Linked DNA regions of Mus musculus: all the other regions are linked to region 1. A link is a contact called in public HiChIP or PLAC-seq and promoter capture Hi-C data. All regions are on one chromosome and are shown on one strand. The core of a region is the stretch at or near the end of the contact, and the rest is flanking DNA. Distances in the headings are between cores, read along the strand shown. Region 1 holds the start of A630075F10Rik (RIKEN cDNA A630075F10 gene). Region 2 holds the start of Zfp64 (zinc finger protein 64). Region 3 has its middle 25 kb from the start of Gm33622. Region 4 has its middle 18 kb from the start of Gm52536.

Evidence for each region. Promoter capture Hi-C pulls out the DNA fragments that hold promoters and counts their contacts. HiChIP or PLAC-seq counts read pairs in DNA pulled down with a chosen protein or histone mark.
Region 2: an H3K27ac HiChIP or PLAC-seq map of acute myeloid leukemia shows a contact between it and region 1, with 19 times the contacts expected there. The contact joins the promoter of Zfp64 here to the promoter of A630075F10Rik in region 1. A contact is called at or near these places in 9 of 39 promoter capture datasets (the 3T3-L1 cell line, 3T3-L1-derived adipocytes, the C10 cell line and 5 more) and 7 of 115 datasets of contacts at active chromatin or transcription factors (acute myeloid leukemia, astrocytes, craniofacial prominence and 3 more).
Region 3: a contact with region 1 is called in an H3K27ac HiChIP or PLAC-seq map of embryonic stem cells, with 15 times the contacts expected there. The contact joins the enhancer-like site here to the promoter of A630075F10Rik in region 1. A contact is called at or near these places in 6 of 39 promoter capture datasets (the HPC-7 cell line, cranial neural crest, frontonasal cranial neural crest and 3 more), 3 of 484 Hi-C or Micro-C datasets (cortical neurons, embryonic stem cells and olfactory sensory neurons), 4 of 115 datasets of contacts at active chromatin or transcription factors (embryonic stem cells and stem cell-derived neural progenitor cells) and 1 of 9 other capture datasets (embryonic stem cells).
Region 4: a promoter capture Hi-C map of neural stem cells shows a contact between it and region 1. The contact joins the enhancer-like site here to the promoter of A630075F10Rik in region 1. A contact is called at or near these places in 8 of 39 promoter capture datasets (the C10 cell line, the HPC-7 cell line, cranial neural crest and 5 more), 4 of 15 datasets of contacts at CTCF or cohesin (embryonic stem cells, large pre-B cells, pro-B cells and 1 more), 3 of 484 Hi-C or Micro-C datasets (bone marrow-derived macrophages, nephron progenitors and uterus), 3 of 115 datasets of contacts at active chromatin or transcription factors (embryonic basal ganglia, embryonic stem cells and stem cell-derived neural progenitor cells) and 1 of 9 other capture datasets (embryonic stem cells).

The regions. Positions count from the first base shown.
Region 1 is chr2:170,069,468-170,072,048 of GRCm38.p6, reverse strand. It overlaps A630075F10Rik (RIKEN cDNA A630075F10 gene), which reads left to right and starts at 1,271. Exons shown (of 3, transcript NR_033634.2): 1 at 1,271-1,552. It also overlaps a transcript of Tshz2 not described here.
Region 2 is chr2:168,954,296-168,956,876 of GRCm38.p6, reverse strand. It overlaps Zfp64 (zinc finger protein 64), which reads left to right and starts at 1,290. Exons shown (of 6, transcript NM_009564.2): 1 at 1,290-1,758. The coding sequence starts at 1,713. Gm39993 (a long non-coding RNA gene) reads right to left here and starts at 794. Exons shown (of 2, transcript XR_867023.3): 1 at 231-794.
Region 3 is chr2:169,004,761-169,007,341 of GRCm38.p6, reverse strand. No RefSeq gene overlaps it. Among named protein-coding and RNA genes, the nearest start is that of Gm33622, 25 kb to the right of the region's middle. Within about 2 kb of position 1,306, at least 17 of the 459 cell types and tissues checked have an H3K27ac peak or open chromatin away from gene starts, as enhancers often do. A contact at or near this core is called in embryonic stem cells, where this site is marked.
Region 4 is chr2:169,060,445-169,063,025 of GRCm38.p6, reverse strand. No RefSeq gene overlaps it. Among named protein-coding and RNA genes, the nearest start is that of Gm52536, 18 kb to the left of the region's middle. Within about 2 kb of position 1,300, at least 14 of the 459 cell types and tissues checked have an H3K27ac peak or open chromatin away from gene starts, as enhancers often do. A contact at or near this core is called in neural stem cells, where this site is marked.

The DNA of each region.
Region 1 (2,581 bases), core at 22-2,521:
TAGGTTATGCATACCATAAAAAAAAAGCAATTTGCTATTATATGTGGCATAAGGGTAACGCTTTCCTTAGGAGGTAAATAAGTTTTTTTTTTCCCCTTCAAATTTTATTTTAAATCCCAGGGTTGAATTTAGGGATCATGTCAAAATTTCCAAGACATTTCCAACAGACATCCTCTATGATAAATGGTGAAAAGGATATATTTGGCTTCATTTTGTCAGTTTTTTTTTTTGTGATAACCTTGGTAATTAAAGCAATAATGCAAAATGGTCGTTTGTTTCAGAGTGTTGTGCTGAGATAGTTTAAATATTTCACCTATAGATGAGTAGCAATTTACAATACGATCCAGACTTTGTTGTCCTATGAGAATAAAGAGACTCATTATTTAAATAAAATGATGGCTTTATCTATTATAGGTTACTCTCCATTGTACAGAGAATGCTCAGCTAGAAGAAACCCATCTTCCCCTGCATTTCCAAACTGTGTACTAGGTCTGCGAGACTTTAATATTAAAACATGCTCTCAGCTTTTCCAAGTTGACTTAGGACCTGATTTTAATCTGTGTAATACAGTATTCCCGTTAATAATAACGTGTAATTAAGACATCCGTTAAAAATCCATAACGTTAATTTAATGGAGAAAATCTAATACAGTTCTATTGGAATTTTTACGTTAAATTAACTTTAACGGGCTTTTAATGGATGTCTTAATTAGATCTCATTATTAACGGGAATATTCCACAAATTAAAATTGGGCCCTTAAAGTTTTAATGAAAAAAGTTGCAGGAATGCGTTTAAAACGGACACCCTGTTTTCATGCATTCTGCTGGTTAGGAGGAGAAGTTGCGTTTGAGAGGCAACAGGTCCTGCAGGAAGAGACTGCCAGCGAAGTTGGCCGCTTTCCCTCTTCTTGCTCTCGTAGAGTCTCTCAGGTTCTGCTCTGCACCCTCCCTGTGGCCACGGTCGTCTGACCGTGTGCATGCTGGGAACTAAGCTTACAGACTGCCCAGTATAACCTCACCGAGCGAGCATGCACAGGACAAAGCCTTTGGCATCCACATGGTTAAGCCTGCCTATCCCAACAACTTTCCCAGAAGATGAACATGGTCGGGAGGTTTTCTTGGCTCAAACTCTGGTTTAACTTTATAACTCCTCCACTCTGCTGTGATGAATGGCTCCCTGGTGCAGGGGCAGGACTAGGCAAGCCAGGTGCAACCTTAATTGTTACACTGAACAGAAACATTTCCTTTAGACAAACTTTCCCAGGGGGGTTATAAATAGGAAATGGCTGTTACCGCGAGAAGCTCGCTCCCAAGAGCAGCCCACTCCGACATTAAACTAGGAAGAGTGATTGGCCCCCTCCCCTTCCTGTTACAAACAGAGAAGAGAAGGACTGCGACACTCCCAGTCATTAGTTTTCTTCAGTGGCACTTTGTTTCTTTCGGACAGTGAAAAGAGGCCCTCGGAGATGCGACAGTCCCCTTGCAGTTTATCAATGAAAATCTAATATCGTCCATAAGGAGAGAAGTGGAAATCAATACTTCATTACCAAATTGTTAGTGAGGATGAAGAGAAATGGTTGGTGGGATTTTTTTCTTTTCCTTTTCTTTTTTTCCCCCCTTTTCTTTTTTTTTTTTTTTTCTTTTTGGCAGTCTTCGTAGAGTCAGGGATCAGGAGGAGGTCATCACTGAGTCCAAAGTCAGAAGCAAGGATGCAGCAAAGAAGAAGAAGCGCTGAGAGAGGGAGATCCAATCTGGAAGGAAGATCCAGGCTAAGGCATTGTCCTGCGGGAGTCAGAAGAGAGAAAACAGGGTTATTTCCAGAGGAATAGCATGGACTGTGTCTTGCTGGCTGGCTGCCCCTGTTTGCTGCCTATTGCTGTGATGAAACACCGAAAGCAACTTAGAGAGGGGAGGGTTTGTTTACATGGCTTACACTTCCACATTACACTCCATCACTGAGCAAAGTCAGGGAAGGAACTCAAGGCAGGAACCTGGAGGCAGGAACTGAAGCAGAGGCTGCGGAGGAACACTGCCAGTAATGGCTTCTTCCTCGTGGCTTGCTCTGTCTGCTTCTTTATATAACTCAGGACCACCTCCCCTCTCCCAGGGGTGGTACCACCTACAGTGGAGGTCAGAGGACAGCTGTATAAGTTCCAGGGTTCGAACTCAGTCATGAGACTTGGTGCTTACTGAGCCCTCTCACTGGCCCCTGTCATAAAACCATTTCTATACAGAAGAGACGTACCCGGGCTCATACAAAGCATTAATCCATCCACAATGTCTAAAAGGCAGAAGTACCATATCAGTGGATGCCTGGATAAGTAGGATACAGAGACACATGCAATGAGATCCCACTCAGCCTTCAAAAGGAAGGGCAGTCAGACTATTCTACTACATGAACGCACAATGAGGAACTTACACTAGGTAAAAAGAGGCAGCCACAAAAAGGCAGACACAGTGTCTACCTGATGCGTTTTTTTTCTCCCAAACATTTGTTTATTTTATGTATGTGAGTACACCGTTGCTCTCCTCAGACACACCAGAAGAGGGCATCAGATCCCATCACAGATGGTTGTGAGCCA
Region 2 (2,581 bases), core at 41-2,540, 1.1 Mb after region 1:
TTCATATCATCCTCTTTGGTGTGACAAACTGTCTTATGGCACCTGGGACACGTTCCCTAGACTGCAACAAAACCGTAACCTTGCTACCTCATCTCAGCCCCAGTGCCTGCCCGTTCATATCCCCTCGATTCTTTGTGGCACTCTGGCCTACCACCCTAGTTGGTCAGGAGTTTGCATGCTAATATTTCTCTTCCCCAAGTTGGGGGTGACACACGGAGAAGAGCTCTTACCAATTCCTGTTGCACGCAATAGCTGCCAGACATGATGAAAGGGCAGTTCAAATCTTGCCCCTCCTGGCTGTCATCGAACCCTCTTTTATCAATTTCTTCTCCTCTGGCATTTCTTCAACAACAAACTCAAAAAACTCTCTAATCAAACAACTAATTTACTGTTACGGGACTACGGGCTGCTAGCCACAAAGCCTGAGTCTCATGGTTACGGAGTGTGCCCTGATGGTGAGGATCAGCAATGCCCGAACATGCGACAACCCCGGACAACAGGAAATAGTCCAAATTGCTCTCCGGCCTCAACATCACCCCTTCTTAGTTCCTCCTCTTTTATATTGAACGAAAGGGAGGGATGGTAGTTACTAGACATCTTCCACAACCTACCCAGGGACCCTGAGACGGCAATTACGTCATCAGTAGGAGCCAAGTTGAGCCACATTCCTCCCCTGCGCATGTGCTATAGTCCCTAAAAGGCGGACTTTCTTCCCGCCTCTTTTTGATCAACGCCCTTGCTCACCTCCACCCTTCCCAGAGGCAGCCACTCTAAGCCCCTCCCCAATAAACCTCTCAGAGTCTGACCCTTGGAGTGACTTTGTGGCTTAGATCATAACAGGAAATAAAAAGGGGCTGTGGAACCTTCTGGGTAAGCTCAAGGTTAGAGCTAAGGTCAGTTCTTCAGTGCAGGATTCTCGGGGAAGAGTTGCAAATAGTTGTGAGTCACCTAATGTGGGCGCTGGGATTCGTTGCAAGAGCAGCACAGACTCTTAGCCACTATGCCTTCTTTCCAGTTCACCATCCCCAAGCAATTCTAACAAACCCTCCATGCTGCGTGAAATACTGAAGCCCCCGTGGAGCAGAGCCCCAATGAATTCTCCCATCTACTACACACTAATCTCTTTTTTTTTTTTTTTTAAGTTACTTATATTGTACATGCAGATGCTTGAGTCTGTTTCCACCATGTGAGCTGGCTGGCAGGAAACCAGGCTTGGTGACGTGTGCCCTACCCCTGCTGAGCCATCTCACCGGCTCAACCCAGCAGCAGGGCAAAGGCCCCGCCCCGGTGTTACGCTGCCGGATCTGCCCTAGGGGAGCACCCCGGGATTTGGGGCTCCACTCTCCCAGGCCGGCAGCGCATCCTCCTGGCATCTGCGAAGGAATGAGCGTCTCCAGGAGGGCAAGATGCAAAGGCGCAAGGCGACCACAGAGTCCCTGGCATGCCTGGGATAGGGTGGAGGGATCGGTGTACTCGGGTCTTAGACTCCACGACCTTTCCCGGTTCCTCGGGAGAGCACCGCCTGGGAGTCGGGCTGGGTGCAAGGGGCCAGCGCCCTCTAGGCAGCGGAAGTGGCGCTGGTTGTACATCCGTCCCCGCCTCACAGAGTTGGGAGAAGACTGGCTGGTGCGGGAAATATGCAGGAGAAAAGTCTTTGCATAATGTAGAGCGAGCCGTGGGGCTCCGGGAGCGGCGCCCCAAGGTCTGGGGCCATGAACGCGAGCGTGGAAGGAGACACCTTTTCTGGATCGATGCAAAGTAAGTACTGAACAGACGCAGCTGGGGCCTGGCCCGGACAGAGCCAGCAGGCCCCGGGATCGGGGTGACGGCGCACCTTGCATGCCTGTCCCCGCCAGCCCAGTCGGCGTGTCAGGTCGGGAGCCGCCTGGAACTCTTGCAGTACCCCAGGGGAGGCAAGACCAGGGGAGGCCACGCGGCGAGGAGACTGTCACCACCTCCCCTGCCCCGCCGGGTGGAGTTTGGGGCGCAGAGGAGAGGAGAAAGTGGGGTGATCCAGGCCAACTGGTAGGGAAACTTCTGCTTCAGTGGCTCAGGTTGGAGCATCCCTGAGGGGCTCGCGGACAGGTTTGCAGAGCCATCCTGGCACTCAGGGTAGGGGATGATATGGGTGTGAAAGACCTGGCTGGGGGTGACTTGCAGTGAGTTTGAGGTTCTGCTATTTTCCTGACATCCTATAAGCTATTGCTATCTCCATGTGCCTTTGTTCCCCAAAGTACGGGCCACGGACTGAACCGTGGACCGGCCACCTGGAGCGCATGTGTTCAAAACAGGCTGCTTGGTCCATCCCCTGCAGGTCTCCGAGGGAGGGTGGGGCCGGAATCCCAGGTCTTTCCTTGTGCCTGGAGCCTCAGATGTTTGAAAAGCTGTGGACAAGGTTCGCAAACACCTGAGTCACTTTGCTAACTGCAGATATTATAGCCATTGGCTCCCCAAACTTGCCTGAGTGTCCTCTGAACTCTAAACCCAGTCCCCACCCACCCCATGTGTCTCAGTGTCTTCCAGTGCTGTGGACTTCGGGTTGTGTTTTAAAGAGGGACGACCCCACCAGATGACTTACTCT
Region 3 (2,581 bases), core at 57-2,556, 1.1 Mb after region 1:
CTACTATGAGGGGAACTGGATGCTCACTCCTGGGATCTTCAGCATGAAATTTTACAGAAGGCTTTATCAACAACAAAAACGATTATTTTCAGAACATTACTACCACAACACAGACAGCATGTCATGGCTAGCTGAATCTGTCCTCGAGATCTCCACAGCCTCTCCTCTCTTTCTCTCTCTCTTGTTCAGGTCCCTCTTCTCCTGGCTCCTGAGAGACAGGAAATGGGATAGAAACTACTCCTTCCCCATGGCTGTAATAAACCACCATGACCAAGGTAACTCTAGATTGGAAAGATTTAAAATTGAGCCCATGGTTCCACAGGGTTAAAACCATTGTGGCAGGAGGCATGGCCGGGAGCTGCAGGCATAATGGCAGGAGCTAGAAGCTACATGCTTATACCCACAAATGCAAGCATGAAGCAGAGAAAACAGACCGGAAATGAGGGAAGGCTAGAAACTCCCAAGCCCCACCCTCAGTGATGTACTTCCTCCAACAACCAATTGGTGCCCAAGGATTCAAACACCAGAGCCTTTGGGACCACAGACACCAAACGGCTGGTGACCGGTGCCCCGTGACACTGACTGACACTGACGTCACTGGTGAACTTCGACCTTGTGATGTGCTCAGCTGGAGCCCCAATGAAAGTCCTCAAAGACAGTTCAGCCAAGGTGCTCTGCCGCTCTGCAGATCAGTGAGACAGAAGGGAAAGCACGAGATATGCTGAAGCGGGTAGAAAGCTCGCCAGAAGGTCTCCAATGGGAAACAGTAGCCTGAACTCCCCTCCTCCCCACCTCAGTAAAACGGCCATAAAGAAGGGAGAGGGGGAACGGCCTCACACATGCTTGTAATCCCAACACTGGGGACGTGGAGAAAGGAGGCTCCAGGGTCTCACTAGCAGTCAGTTTAGCCTAACTGGGGAGCTCTAGGCCCATCAGAGACCCTGAATCAAATGAGAGGGTGATGATCCTGAGGCTGACACTCCACATTGTAACGTTAAATATTAATCCTGGTGGCCGGGTTTTGCTCGCCCCAATCCCCAATGGTTAATGTTCCCAAACGAAAGACCAAAGACGCACACTCAGCCTTTATATGTTAATATGCCTTAAATGGCACAAGAGCTGGGCCACTGCCTAACCTCCATGCTGTTAGAATCTACCTCCCGGCAGAAATGCCAAGTTTCTACTTACTGAATTCTATGTTCTATCTTGGCCGCTCTAGACCCTGTTGGGCAACCCTCAGGGCCGTGCTCTTTTGTCCTGCTCTCTTCTCAAGCATGGCGTCACTCCACACTCTTCCAACCTGATGGATCTCCTCCTTCTCCTCTCTGCTTCCGGTCCCAAGAGGGGGCAGGGTCCTAAAATCCCGCCTCTGTCTGTCCTTCCTAGCTATTGACTGCTGGCATCTCTATTTACCAATCAGAACCAACTGGGGGCAGGTTCCCAGAAGCTCCTTGCAGTTTTATGGGGAACATAATTAGCATTCGCAATACAAGCAGCCACACCAGATTGTCCTTCAGCCTCCACATGTATGTGCGTACACATTCACATGCATACATTCATGATGATTATATGCAGAAAAAGACATTCACAGAGTGAGAAATTGTGGGTCCACATCCGCCCCGCCACTGGGGTGTGGGATACTCTGCTTGGGCAGGCAGAATGCGGAAGTGCCAGACGTGGGTCTGTGCTCTGCCCCACTGCTTGGGTGCTGGGTGGCACCACTGGGGAGGTAAACTCAAGAAGCATACTAGACTGCATTTACCCTGCGCTGCTGCCTCAGATGCTAGGCATTAGGGAAGCGCCTAGACACCACTCAGGGGGTAAGAAAACACAGCCTAAGATGTGGGAGGCCGAAGCTGGGTTCCCTGACACCCAGGCATCCAGTTGGGGCCGGAAAACCCATACAGAGAAGTTGGGAATGAAGCACTCGGGTCCACAGGCCTGCAATGAGTCCGGGACGGGGTGCTCCCAAACTCATGGACACCCAGGCGCCACTGGCTCATGAAGAGTTGGGAATGGAATCAGGGCCATGGGCTGAGGGCGATGATGAGCCCGGGGCTGGGGAAATGGGAGCTCCGGCTTAGCTCTTTGGTGATTGATCGTCCTCAGCTTGGTAGCAGTTGTCCGGGAGTGCAGAGTAGCCTTCTGTCACTGTGGCTCTGTAAGCAAAGGCCTTCTCTATACTCCCCATGGTGGTTCCTGATGAAAGAGACAGTCCTTGTTTATCCATATCATTTATCAACTGTTCACCATGGAAATGGATGATGCCAACTCCTCGGGGTGGACCAGATAATAAATACCTTTTACAGGGAGGAATGTCTGGGAAGGGAAGCTTATTGGTTAAACCCTTAGGGCCTCTAGGTACCTCATGAGCATGGAGAACTCTGTTCTGGGCTACACGACCAACATGGGGAGTGTGGTCACGTGTTGCGGGCCAGGACTCTAGGAGGGAGCAAGGAGCGCCTACCTTCTCAGGTGGGTACCTGGGTGCAGGGATCTCAGACCGGCTCTACCTTACCAAGTTTCCTGGCACGGCCCACTGCCCCATAAGAAATAACTTTGGGGAAGTAGAAGATATGGT
Region 4 (2,581 bases), core at 51-2,550, 1.0 Mb after region 1:
AATAAAAATAACGTCTCCTAGGAGCATGACTGTCCCCGACTGAGTGCCAAGGGTCACAAATCTCACCTTCCCGGCTTCCCTGCTGGGGTGTGACATCATGGGTTTTCTGCAGCCTGTGAGGTACCAGCCCAGGAGGCATGTAGTGCTTGAATCCCTGGCCATCAGTGCATGGATGTATTTGTAACCTCATTTGCTCTGTTTCTGTTGGGGAAAATCTTTCTGTCTGTCATTGCCAGACACCAGCGATCAAGACCTAACGGACCCAGCACCATCTTTCTGGAACGTTCTACCTCTCTCCCCAGTGGCAGCATCGGCTGCTCTCCCTGACCTTCGCGGCTACCCAGTGATGATCCCTCATCTTAGAACATCCACATTGGCCCACCAATCCTCACTGCCCTCCAGAGAGCCTCTGGCCTCACCTTCAGCAGAAAGTCACACAGCAGCCTACACGGAGACTCTGCCCTGCAGGTCTAAAGCCAACAATTGATTTGCTGAATTTTTGTATAAAAAGAGAAAGCAAAGAGGGTCTTTGCCCCAGACCCTCACTTCACTGCCTCACACCCAGTCAAACGCAAGCTGAAACACTGACATGATGGTGATTTTGCCAGTCCCAGGTCCATCTGGCAAAGAGATCTATTGATGAGATTCTACGGAGTCACAGTAGGCCATATTTCAACTGTACAAATGTCACCTCTGGGCTTTGCTTATGAAATCAAAAAAAAAAATCTTACTTTTTTGGCATGTCGGTTAAAGAAAAAAAAAGGACTGAAAACGTAATTCACTGATTCTTCATGTATGCTTGCCTTAGGTTATTATCATCGAGAACTTTCCAGAACATTTTGCACTAATAATGACATCCCCCACCAGCAGCCCCTGCAAGAGACGAATGAAGGCTCTTTTAAAAACTTTAGCTATTGCTGTCTTGTTAAACACATTCCTGGTACCTCGGGACCAGCCCCCCACGCAGATGAGAACCTCCACAGAGATAAGACAGGCTCTCCCAACAGCAGCAGGGAAAGTGCCCCTAGGTCCCCCGTTCCGTGGGTAGCACAGGTGAAAATCAAAAGCAGTACGTTGGAAAGCAAGCGCTTAGAGACGTGCGCTGTCTAGGAGATCGTGCGGGTAATCAGGACTTTCCAATCATTGCTTCCATGATGACAAGCAACAGCAAGAAAATGCAGGATGTTGATGCCTAATGGGTTTGCCCTTTGCCAGACAAATCCTTTTACCCACCGCGGGAAAGGCAGGATTTGTACGGGCTCCTGGAGAGAGCGCACACTGCCCTCTTGTGGTGACATGTGCTCATGATTTTATAGACTCCGGGAAACGGTAGAACATTACCACCAAAAGTAGATCAACCCCTGAGACAGATGGGAGTTGACAGCTTCCCGCCCTCTTGACCAGGAAACAAGCTGTTTGTTCCTTTGCTCAATAGCTGGGAGAACTCTGCCAAGACGGAAAAAGTCAGTGTAATTCTTCAAATGTTTGAACTCCATCAAACGGACTAAGAAGTGCACAGGAACTGCAGGCAGAACGGGTGAGTTGCAGTCTAACAGGAACTTCCCTCAGATCTTGAGCTGCCAATAAGGTATAAGAAATGGTCAGGTTTGGGACCAGCGAGATGGCTCAGAGGGCAAAGGGTGCTTGCCACCAAGCCTGATGGCCTAGGTTCTACCCCTGGAGCCCAGATGAAGAAAAGAACCCATGCCTGCAATTTGTCCTCTGACCTCCATAGCACCCTGTGGCCTGTGTGTTTGTGCATATTTGCGCATCACACACACACACACATACACATGTGCACACACACACATACACACAGGCACAGGCACACACACAGGTACATGCACACACATGCACACACACATACATACACAGGCACATGCACACACACATATACACTCACATGTGCATACACATACACACGCACACACAAGCATGCACACAATAAATAAATAAAATTTTTAAAAAACTTTGATATTCAAAATTAACAAGCCCCCCCACACACACACACACACACAAAAGAAGATGGACACTGAGGAGGGAAGAGGGAGGGGCAGAGTTAGGGATCGAGGGAAGAAATTTGGCTGGAACCCCTGCATTTAACTGGAGGTACAACTGATTTTTACCTCCTAAAAAGGATGCATTTACTATTTTCAACTGTCTTCATCTACCCTGTTACAGGCACATCCTAATTTTTGCTAATTCCCCACAGCCAAGAAAGGGAAACTATTCACTTGGCCCCGGCTCTGGGAACTGTTTCTAAGCCGGTGCTGTGGATCTGCGGAAATGCAAATGTCATTTCTAAATTTAGCGTGAGAAAGCCAGAGAATCAGCATTTCTGTTGATGGAACACCTTCTCGGGAAGTAGCACGTGCGGAAGCAAGCAGGCAACGCTTTTCTCTGACACTTGGAACAGTCCAGCGTCTCCCTGGCCAGCCCTGCCTCCGGGAGGGGCTCCCAGAGGATGCGTACCTGCGCAGACCTGAGGCAAGTCTCCTCTCCTTCCTTCCTCGAACAGCACCAGATTGTGACCCTAAGCAAGGCACTTCCTGGGCCTCACCCTCCTCTCCTCCAAAAGAAA